Linked DNA regions of Mus musculus: region 1 is linked to region 2. A link is a contact called in public Hi-C data. All regions are on one chromosome and are shown on one strand. The core of a region is the stretch at or near the end of the contact, and the rest is flanking DNA. Distances in the headings are between cores, read along the strand shown.

The links. A called contact is a pair of places that touch in the nucleus more often than the background predicts.
Region 1: a Hi-C map of the G1E-ER4 cell line shows a contact between it and region 2, with 2.5 times the contacts expected there. The contact joins two enhancer-like sites. A contact is called at or near these places in 1 of 484 Hi-C or Micro-C datasets (the G1E-ER4 cell line) and 2 of 9 other capture datasets (adipose tissue and liver).

What each region holds. Positions count from the first base shown.
Region 1 is chr1:126,002,852-126,008,648 of GRCm38.p6, forward strand. All of the region lies in intron 14 of Nckap5 (NCK-associated protein 5), which reads right to left. Among named protein-coding and RNA genes, the nearest start is that of Gm35562, 40 kb to the right of the region's middle. Within about 2 kb of position 2,845, at least 1 of the 459 cell types and tissues checked has an H3K27ac peak or open chromatin away from gene starts, as enhancers often do. A contact at or near this core is called in the G1E-ER4 cell line, where this site is marked.
Region 2 is chr1:125,922,260-125,928,432 of GRCm38.p6, forward strand. The region is part of intron 16 of Nckap5 (NCK-associated protein 5); the gene reads right to left. Among named protein-coding and RNA genes, the nearest start is that of Lypd1, 13 kb to the left of the region's middle. Within about 2 kb of position 4,257, at least 4 of the 459 cell types and tissues checked have an H3K27ac peak or open chromatin away from gene starts, as enhancers often do. A contact at or near this core is called in the G1E-ER4 cell line, where this site is marked.

The sequences.
Region 1 (5,797 bases), core at 1,595-4,094, 79 kb after region 2:
ATGAGATCCACAGCCACCGAGGCATTAGATAACCCTTAGGGACAGAAACTACAACACCAAAGACCCACAGTTGGGCTCCTGTTAGCACCAGGGATGTTGTCAGCAGTACTTAGACAATTACTATGTTCTCCATTTGGGAGATGAGGGTCGAGGTTCTGGAAGAGCTGGGGGTTTATTTAAAGCCACAGCATGGGATAGATGGCACAGGGCCGACAGCAAGGAGGGACTGGAACCTAGGTCTCCTCACGGTGGCACCAGAGTGGGGGGATTGCAAACCACTGGATGTACTTTTCCAAAGTGCAAATCCCTTAGCAAGGGAGCAGAGCAAGGGAAAGTCTAAGCTGCCAGGAAACAGGGGTACAAGCTTTGTAAAGTATAAAAAGTATCCTCAGATCCTGCAGCTGAAGTACAAACTTCCTGCAGATTCACGGGAAGAAGGAGCTAAACTTGGACACTAATAGATATTTTAAAGCTTCGATGGTAACCCTAGTTCCTTGGTAAAACTCAGTATGTTTGTCGGGCAAAAAATAGAGGTTTTCTAGAATAGTCTTCCTCTTTATGGCTGATGGGTCTGAGATAGAGAGAGATGAATGTATAAAATCCATACATTTAGACTCTCTGACCTATCCATCAACCCCATCGTTCAGTGCTTCCTCTTTCCCACATGTCTCCTTATTTTTGCTAAGTTAGCATGTATCTCAGTAGCAGCTAAGCCTGAATGCCCAGGCTCGCAGCGGCATTATTCACAATGACCCCAATATGTGTGATGGTTAACCTGGATTGTCAAGTTTATGAGACAGAGAATCACCATGGAAAGAGACCTCTGGGCCTGTCTGTGAGGGAGTTCTAGATCTGGTTATTAGGATAGGACGATCCACTGGGAATGTGTGTACTGCTCCTCTTTCCAGGCTGGGATCCAGGACTGCATAAAAAGGAGAAGCAAGCTGAGCATCTGTCATCCATCCCTCTCGGCTTCCTGACTGTGGATGGATGCCATGTGACCAGCTGCCTCACGCTCCTGTTGCCATAATTCCCCACCACAATGGACTGCATGCAAACTACAATATGCAATAAGCCTTTCCTTCTTCTCTAAGTTGTTTTAATCAGGTATTATGTCTCAGTAACATGTAAAGTAACTAGTATAATATTAAAATTGCCTTTCTGTCTGAGATGATCAGATAAACATGTGACACATGTCTAAAGGCACATAATTATTCAGTAATAAAGAAAGAGGGAAGGATGACATTTGCAAGGGAACATAAAAGAAACTATTATGTTAAATAAAATAAACCAGATTTAGACACATAGAATCTAGATTTAAATATACATGAAGGCTTAAGGGAGATTATTTGAAAAGAGAAAAGAGACCAGTGGGAAGAGAAGAAGGTACAAACATAATGGGAGAAGAGAATATTATTGAAATATGAAAAAGTAATGAATGAAACCTATTGACTTGCTCAATGAATATATGGTTTAATATGAAATGTACCCATAGGCTTATGTGTTTACTATGTGGTCCCCAGCTGGTGGCACACTTTTGAGAGGTTGAGAGGGGCTAGAACCTAGCTGGAGCAAGTGTGGCTTGGGGTTGGACCTTGTGATGGATAGCTCAATCAAGTTCTGGTGTGACCTTTTCTGCTTCAAAATTGGTATTGTGTTATGAGCAGCTGTGGATACTACTCACCAGCTACAGCACTGAACAGGCACAACGGACTGTCTTCTCTTAAACTGTGAGCCCGACTAAGCCCTCCTCCCTCATGCTTTATCCTTTCAAGGATTCTGACACAGTGCTAAGTGACTAATGCATATGCTAATTTAAGAAGGCAAAAATCTGAATAAATTATAGCACCATATCTGAGAAGCACTGAGAAGTTTTAATTTTTTTGTGTACCTGTGGTGTGTGCTTCTTTGCATTTATGTACAGGTGGGCTCAGCTGTGTGGTTGTGTGTGGAGGTCAGAGGCTGACTTCAGGAGTTTTTCTTAACTACTTACTACCTAATGTTTTGAGACAAAACTCTCACTGAACATGAAGTTCACTGTTTTGGCTAGACTGGTTTGCTGGTAAGCACCTGGGAGCCCACTTTCTCTACACACTCATCAAAAAACCAGCATTGGAGTTACAAACACTGCACCTGGCTTTTTACATGATATAAGTGGATCTGAATGCAGCTACTTGGGTTTACATGACAAACATCTTATTTACTGAGCCACCTTTCTAGTCCTGAGAAGTGTTTTTATTATTATTTTAAAACTGTGGGGTGTGTGTGTGTGCACGTGCACATGAGGACATGAGTATGTGCTGGCAGAGTCTAGAAGAGGGAGTTGGTCCCTCAAATCTGAAGTAGTTGTAAGTCACATGATGACAGTGTAGGAAACAGAACTTGCATTCTTTGGGAAGCAGCACATATTCTTAATCACTGAACCATTCATATCTCCAGCTCTAAGAGCCTTCGTTTTGTTTTTGTTTTAAATACTAACAAATATCACATAGGAAAGGGAGTATTCCTAACACTTGATTTAAACTGGAATTATCTGCACCTGCTTTTAACATAGGGACGTTTTGAGGAGTAGGTTAACAGCCAGAGAAGTGAGACAGGTCAAAATACAACTTGTTCACTTAGAAATGGGGTGGTGGAGACCCACTCCAAATAAGTTCTTGCACAGGCTGGCTGAGTTTCCTCCCAATGAGTTCTTGCTGAGGGAGCTTAATGCTAAGTTTCAGATGGGCAGAGCGTCACCTGAAAGCATAATTCGCCTCCATCTGGGAGTTGACACAATCGAGTTACAGGCAGAGACTGTTTATCAAGGTGGCATGAAAGTCTCTCTTCAAATTCCACCTGCTTTTATAATCAAACAATAACATCTCCCGAGCATAGGACTTTAGCTCTGTGAGGAACATATTGGAAATTGATTCAGTGCTTCTGGCTTGGCTGGGACAATGCTTCATAACCTGTTAACCTCGAAGCTCATTCTGTCCCTCCCCCTTCTTGAAAAGCTTTTAGCTGCACCAGGGTGGCAGAGCAAAGATAAAGCAAGCATCCTTTTATCTGATCCTGGGCAAAATGAGTGGAGCCGACACTGCGCCAGAGATAAGGTGATGGGTAAACCAAGATTCTCCCATTCTACCTCGGGGGTTGATGAAAGAAATTAAGAGTGACATTGATAAGTTATTTTGGGGGGGGATATTATCCATTTTCAAAACATGAGGATTTTTGTTTAGAAGCACTAAGGTCTGGGTTCATGTCTATGAATTATTAAAAAAGTATCCAGTGGATTATTAATAACAATAAAATGAGGACAGAAAGTAGGAGGGAGTTGGGGTGGGGAGCACTAGGGAGATAGGGTGGGGGGCACTAGATGGAGTGGGGAACACTAGGGAGATGGGGTGGGGAGAGCTAGGGAGAGCTGGAGGGAAAAAATTGCTGGTGGATGTGATGGAGATACATAGCATAAATGTATGAGAAAATTAAAGAGTAAAAAGTATTTTTTGGTTGTTTTCAAGACAGGGTTTCTCTGTATTGCCCTGGCTGTCCTGGAACTCACTTTGTAGACCAGGCTGGCCTTGAACTCAAAAATCCACTTGCCTCTGCCTCCCAAGGGCTGGGATTAAAGGCATGCACCACCACCACCCAGCGTAAAAATATTTTTTAAAGAGTTTAAAAACATTTAGTATCACCTATGTGAAAAGAAGGCCCAGTGTTGTTTGATGTCTAGATAGCTACTAACAGAAAATAAATGATGAACTGCTGTGATCATGGCAATACTAGGAAGCATTATGCTGCGATGTAAGATAATGAGGTAGCTGAGGATGTAGGTCAGTAGAAAGAGTATTTGCTTGGCTAGGATACATGAAGCCTGAGTTGGCTTTTATCTCCAGCACCATGTATACAGCACACACAGACCACACATAACTGTAAACCCAGAACTCAGTAGGCAGGGGCAGGAAGGACCCAGACTTCAAGGTTCTCCTCACTAGTCACACGAAGAGTTTGAGGCCAGTCAGAGTTATATAAGATTTGGTCTCCATAAAGTATGAAATAAAAACTAACAACAATAATAACCCAAAACCAACAAGGTAGATCTAGATGGAGTCTTGTCCTGAAGTGTCTGCAATGAATTGATTTTTAAAAGTTGTGCTGCAACATATCTTCAAAGGTTCCTAGATCAGCTCTGCATTACAATGGATTGACTGAAAATTCTCATTTTTTTATTTCTGATGCACATCTATGGTTCAAGCCAAAAGAATCCCTGTTTCTATTTCTTTTCTCAGTCACATGTCATCAGTAACTCAATTTTTACCTCTGCCTTTTGCCAGAGTTTTCTTCACCTGATTTGTTCTCACAGTTGCCTCTTGGATTCAGCTAAAGCATTTCTAGAACACTGTAGACTTAATATATACATTGCGAGGAATCCTTGTGTCCTTTAACATGAAATCTTTTTATTTAGTGTGCATGGGTTTGCAGGGTCAGCTGTGTCCATGGATGTATGAGTGGGTGTTGTTATGTGCACATGTGTACAAATGCAGGAGTGCTTAAGGACTCTACACATGAGTCACCCATGCACATGTGATTACATGCAGTTGTGAATACATACACACAAGTACACACAAAAATATTATCCCATACACACAAAGAAATTTCTACTCTTGTTCAAACCTCTGAAACTTAGAGCTTCTCAGTTACTCCCTGTATTTCTAGTCTGAGAAATACAGTCTTGGAGTTAAGACAAAATGTGATCTACAAAATCCAGATAAGATCCACTATGGACCACTATGTTTAAGTATATTCTATCTGGGCTTTGATATTATTTGGCAAGTGCCATTGCCCTGCTTCTTGTTCTTGATTCAAGCAAAGTCATTGGAAGAGCCTGTGGAACAGGCCTTACTTTCTTCTTACAACCAAGGAAACAAGCACAGTTATAATAACATTGGCACTCAGCCAAGCCCTTCCTCCTTTGCGGTGAGGATGCTGCTGCCTTGAGTCTCCCTTGCATGAACACAATACAGCGTTACCTCCACAGTAGCAATCATCCATCCTGTGCATCCTCTATCCCTTCTGCCTTCTGTGCCCTGCGCACGGGGCTGCAGACTAGGCTAGGTGCTGTGTGGATAGATGAAAAGGGTACAGGTATCTGTCTATGTCACAGGTAAAATATCTAAGCTGTCTCAAATTTACTATTATTTGGCTCAAAATAGTTTTGTTTCACTTCTGAGTTTTAAGGCAGAAGTACATTTATGCAAAACTATCCCTTTCTTATGTAAGGTGGCCTTGATAGTTTTCTTTCTTCCTTATCCTGTCATTTGCCTAACCAAGCACTTTGAATATCTCAGACCTACAGCCCCCAGGAACTGCACTTAAATAGAGGTTACTATTTACTGAAGTATAATGCAAATACCTGATATGAAAGAGTCCTGCTTAATCTGGTTCTATAGTGACATAACTTATATTTCCGTATTAACTAAAGTCTTCGAGAAGACAGGAATAAGGGGACTACACCCTGACAAACTGGAAATGTACAGGTTTAAGGACATAAGGAACTCAAAGGGACTTCTGATCGCCTCCTACTTTGTACATTAGCCCAGGCTGGGGATGGAGGGAGGAGGAAGTAACGTATTGGGCTATAGGAATCCTTGAGGGCAATAGCAGCTCTTGGGATAGCAAAGAGAACTCTCTGAACAGGACCCTCCACGGTTCAGGGAAAATGTTGGAAGAGGGAAAGGAAAGAACATAAAAGCCGGAAAATAGGGAGACAGGCTGTGAAATGTTGTCTTCTGGGCATGACACAGACATTACTAAC
Region 2 (6,173 bases), core at 3,007-5,506:
ACAGGTGCATACATGCCACAGCATGCATATAAATGCCAGAGGACTACTTTGGGCGCCGGTTTCTGACTTCTACCTTTCAGGAGATGAGAATGCTTTTGTTGTCCACTGATGCATACAACAGGATAGCTGGATTGGAGCTTCTGGGGTTTGTTATATCTCAGTTGCCATGGGACTGCTGGCATCACAGGCACACTCTACCCTGTCTGGCTTTATACAGGCTCTGGGGATTTGAACAAATACCCTCACACTTGCTTAACAGACACATCACCCATGGCACCATTTCACTAGTCATATTTAGCTGGGACAGGGTCTCAAAGTGTAACTTAGTCTAGCCTGGAACCTACCATGTAGCCCAGGCTGACCTCAAACTTGCTATAATCCTCTTCACTCAGTTTCCAGAGTACTGGAATTGTAGCAATGAGCCTGGTTCTCTAATTGCTTCTATGTGGAGGCTGTCATTAGTGTCTCTATTTATAGCCACAAGGCTCAAGGAAGTTTAGGAACTCATTTAAGGTCCTGCTGTAGTGCTATTGGAGTGCAGCAATATGCTTACAGAGCTCTGGCTCTTAACGTTCACCTTGAAAAAGCACTTACAAAGTTTTAGTCAATTGTGTCCTTAAGACTAACACCTAAAATAAGAATTATAAGGCTGGAGATAAAAAAGCAATCTTGTTTATATTTTAGCGATAAAGAATAAAAACTGTTCCTACATAGGACCAGAGTTCAGTTCCAAGTACCCGCCTCTAACTCCAGCTCCTGGGGGTCTGACGTCCTTTTCTGTCCTCCCTGGGAACATATGTACACATAGATACAAACCTATGCACATAATGTAAGACAATATAAAATAAATAAAAATATGAATTATAGAAGAACAATGAGAAAGATCAACCCAGGATAGCTCAATGTTCAACAAACATTTTGTCAGTTCCATAAAACATCCCATTCCTTCCTATGTGTTGTATTTCGCCAGAATTAAGATAAAATTATTGCATTAAATTTGTCTCCTATAGGTGGCAACAGTTGTATGAGTGACTTTCTTGTTGGGATTTTTGTTGCACTTGGCAACAAAAGTAAAACTAAGCAGGCAGGAGGAGGACATGTTCTCAGGGTAGAAACAAGCAACGTGGTACACTCCTGTATTATTTTCTTGTCTTCAAGGCAAACAGAGACTTCTTAGCAACAATCCTAGCCAGGACAGTGAGGTATGCTCCCGAAGTCTCTTGAGAGTCACACTGCAACTAATTTAACACCTTGCTGTCAAACTATAATAAGTCAAACAAATTTACTGTATTGCTGACTCTGCTTAAATGAGCTTATGGTTATGATTCACAGGGGAGACTTCGTTAGAAAGGGTGCTCTTGGACAGATTGTAAGGGATACACAGAATTAAGATATATTAAGGAAATGGGAGACTATTCCAGTATGATGCCATGTCACCTGCTCCTGTTCTCTCAGTACACTTCTCTGTGGTTTACATCAGATCAACATATGCTCTGAGAATATATCTCTTAACCTAGTAGGTTCTGTCGTGGACAGACGCGGTGTCAAGCTGGAAACACTGACTGACATATGCCAAAAAGATTCTCAGCAATCCAAGCAGACTCTCAGAACGATCACCACAGTGGGTGAGATGAAATACCTTCATTTCCAAACAGTTTCCTCTCTAGGTTCTCATAGGCCTCTAACATGAACACAGAAGACAAGGGAGACAGGAGCCAACTGTACCCTACACAGGATATTTATGGGACCTGTGGTTTGCACAACTTTATGATCCAGGTGAAATCTGACCTGTAAACATGTATCATATGTTTTTGCTGTTAATGATACTCATGAAAGAAACTGCATAGAGCCATATTGTTGATGTTAGGGAGGATCAATTGGGAGGTGAGACAAGCTCTGGCAGATGTGAGGATATTTGAGGAGAGACTGAAAAACTCAAGAGATTAAACCAGTAAAATACATATCTATAGCATGTGTTCATACCTATTGATGGATCTATCTATCTATCTATCTATCTATCTATCTATCTATCTATCTATCATCTGTCACCTATCATCTATGTCTACCTACTATCTACTTGTACCTGCTGGCGTCTACTTCTTAGAGATGCATTCATAATATATTCTATAGCTAGAACTTCTCCCACCATCAGAGAAATATACTGCAAACCTAAAAAACAGCGAAATGAATTATTGTATGATTAAGGCTATTTTATCATTTTAACTAAATTTTTGTTGTAGATTTTATTTTAAAGATATTGGTTATCATGCGTATTGTAAAATGTTAGAAAGCTGTTCAAAGCTGCTGGGGGAATTAAAGTTGAGTTTCTTTCCTCAGATAAGCACTAACTCAGTTTCAGAGTCCTCTGCCCAAATTAGTGTAAACAGGGTCTTAATTAACATCCTGCGTCTCTTAGTTTTCTATTGCTATAGAGATTCACTGCCAATCATTCTAGAAAAGTACATGGAGGGCAAATAGCCTTACTTACTAAGTATTTTTCTTAGTATATGTCAAGTACTATGTGACTTTATTGTAAGAATTATCTCATTTTATCCTTAAAGCAAACCCATGAGAGAGTTTGATTATCAACTCCATTACATAAATGGAAAAATACAGACGGAATGGTCTAAATACTAGTCCAAATATGCATAGCTAATCTGCCAGAGAGTCAGGAGTGGGAAAAAAAGCAACCTGAATACAGAATGCAAGACCTTAATCAGTACACATTATAGTAGGTATCTGGAACCTAGTGTAGGATCGCTGACACGGTGCTAATTAGCTGTGTAACCCCTCTGACACTCTGGTTCTTTACATTAAAGTGCTTTTCAAATCTTCCCTGTCTATAAAGCTCTGGAGCCTTAATTGGGTGCCCTGTGTGCATCTATTACTGTCTCAATAAACAAGCTTAAGGTTCTCCCCGCATCTCATCTTAGTTCTCAGCCACTTGGAAAAGTGAAAGGTTGACAATAGACTCCAATATCATCTTTCCTACCAAGAAAGCTTCAGCTGAAGAGTGAGGTTCCCATCTGTAAATAGGTGAGCTTGCTCACACTGGTAATAAGAAATGAAGAGCTTACTAGGCAAGCAAGAGTACTTGAGGAATTCCATCTCCCTATCTCACTGAGAAGAGCTAGCCAAGGTGGCACATGCCTGAAATCTCAGTACTGTAGAGACAGAGGCAAAAGGGTCTCTGCCGCTCACTAGCCAGGCAGCCTAGCACAATCAAAGAGCTCTAGGCTTAGTAAAAGATCCTGTCTGAAAAAATAAAGGCAGAAAACAAATGAGGAAGAAACTCGAGGTTGGCATCTGGCCTGTGCACATATACCCACATGTGTGCATGCAAACACATGCACACGCACGCGCGCGCGCGTGCACACACACACACACACACCTTCCCATAACCTTCATATCACACACAACAAAAAAGAGTGTGCTTCTGACAGCTAGCCCAACCCGAGAGAGATGCGGGAAGGTCCTCAAGTGTCTGTGTGCTGCCAGAACCCTTCCTGAAGTTGCCAATGAAGTGAGTCACTCTTCCCTCCCTTCTGAGAGATGCTCAAGGAGCCCAAACACAACAGAACTGAAGCATCATTCTCAGCAGCTTTCTTTATTTGGAAGAATACACCCAAATTTGTATGTCACCATGATGCCTCTCCACCACTAGGGCTGGGTCCCGAATTCACTATGCAGTATGTATTTAAGGCTGGCCTTAAATTTGCCAGGTTGACTTCAAACTTGCAATTATCCTGCTTCAGCTTCCTGAATGCTGAGATTATAGATATGGATCACTATGCCTGGCTCTTCAACATAAATAGCCACTGACAAGTTGGGGCCCAGATGATAAAGATAATTCTGGGACTATGGTGAAATGGGTTGGGCAGAGAAGTCTCTCTAGGTGTAGAGAGACATACAGTCACGTACAGAGATGACTCAGCAGATGTGAAAGAAAAAGAGCTTCTATTCGGAAGCAAAAAAAGTCAAATAAAGGAGGCTGCCGAACCCAGGGTTCTGGTTTTGTATTATTTGTATTATGCCTCTCTTTTTGTTGTTGTTGTTGTTGTTGTTGTTGTTGTTGTTGTTGCTAGGAGTGAATACCCAACAGTAGCAACTTGGCAGTTTATTTTAACTCACAATTTGAAGGGATACAGTCTATCATGGCAAGAAAAAGTAGGTGGGCAGGAACAGAAAACTGTCTACATTTCCTCTGCTGTCAGAAAGCCAAGAGCAGACAGGAAGTGTCTGCTAGTGGGCCATAAAGCCTCAAGGCTGTTCCCAATGATTCACTTCCTCCTGCTCCTAAAGGTTCTCCAACCTTTCCAAACAGTGCTACAAGCTGGGGACCAAGGATTAAACACAAACCTATGGGGGGCATTCCATATTCTAACCACAAGACGGACAGGCTTGGTGCTCAAGGTGAAATTTTTCCCACCTTGGACATTGGGATGAGAGACTGAATAGAATTTTGTCACCTAGGGATAGGGGAGAGGCATTTTAAAGCCCATTTTAAGTGACATTTACTGGGGACAGACCCAACTCCAGGGTAACACAGCCATTTCTCTTTGCTCAGAGGTGCTAATTAATCTATCCCATAATATCTCCTGTGCTGTATTCCTGGTAGAGCTACCTTTTGAGACGTAAAATCAGCCAGCCAGATCTTGGGTGAGTTCTGGAGACCCCCGTGCTCTTCTCAAGAGTTGTGGTGTTAACCCTGTTAACCAGGTCAGAATCCAGCATGGATAATTACACTCTCCTAGCATTATATTCCTCTATTAACTCAACTGGACACATGACTTCACTTGCTCCCCTGAAAATTTAGCATGACCTGCTGTAACAGGGAACCATTCTCTCTGGTCAACCCCAGGCAGAGATATGTGCTTCAGCACCTTGGGGGCACTGTTTCCTTAGTAGGGTCTTGCTAATTCTTTAGCATCTCCTGGGGAAACTGGCTTTATTAGGTGAAAGAGTAATTTTCAACTGAGATGTGCTTTTATGACTTTGTTAACTCCATTGCTGTCTTTAACAGTGATCAATGGTTCCCAATGACCTTTGCAGGAACTCTTGAACCCAGAGTGTGCAAAACTGAATTTGCTGAGAAAAAAAGAAAGAAAGTGGAGAGAAGGTCAGGAAGAAGAAGCACAGAATTGGTAGGGAATAGTACATCTCATAGGAATGGAGGGATGTCCATTACACACACACACACACACACACACCACAGAGCCACTTAAAGGCAAGAGAATCGGAACATGGGAAGGCATTTTGGAAAGAGATGGTATCTGTACTGGCTAGTTTTGTGTCAACTTGACACAGCTGGAGTTATCACAGAGAAAGGAGCTTCAGTTGAGGAAATGCCTCCATGAGATCCAACTGTAAGGCATTTTCTCAATTAGTGATCAAGGGGGAAATGCCCTTTGTCGGTGGGCCCATCTCTGGGCTGGCAGTCTTGGGTTCTATAAGAGAGCAGGCTGAGCAAGCCAGGGGAAGCAAGCCAGTAAAGAACATCCCTCCATGGCCTCTGCATCAGCCCCTGCTTCCTGACCTGTTTGAGTTCCAGTCCTGACTTTCTTGGTGATAAACAGCAGTATGGAATTGTAAGCTGAATAAACCCTTTCCTCCCCAACTTGCTTCTTGGTCATGATGTTTGTGCAGGAATAGAAACCCTGACTAAGACAGTATCCTAATTTGTTTTCCATTGGTATGATAAATACCATGAAGTAAATAAACTCGGAGAGGAAAGGGTTTATTTGACCTCTGTGTTCTGATTATAGCCCATTACTGAGGGACATCAAGGCAGGAGTTTGAGTAGTAGCAGAGTCAGGAACCAGGAAGGAAAGCTGCTTACTGAATTGTTTTCCAAGGCTGGCTCAGCTTGCCTTCTTATATAACTCATGGCTACCTGTACAGAGGAATCACCAACCACGGTGGGCAGAGCACTCACACATCAATCAGCAATTAAAAAATATAGTATAGCGCCCCATAGGCCTTATAGACACGCCCATAGGCCTTATAGACACGCCCATAGGCCAACTTGATGAAGGTTCTTTCCCAATTGAGGTTCTTTCTTCCCAGTTGCCTCTAATTTGGGTCAACTTGACGAAAACTAACCAGAATGCAATGCATTCTCAGATAGTGTAAAATAGACAAAAATGTATTCTTCACTATATAATAAAAAGAAT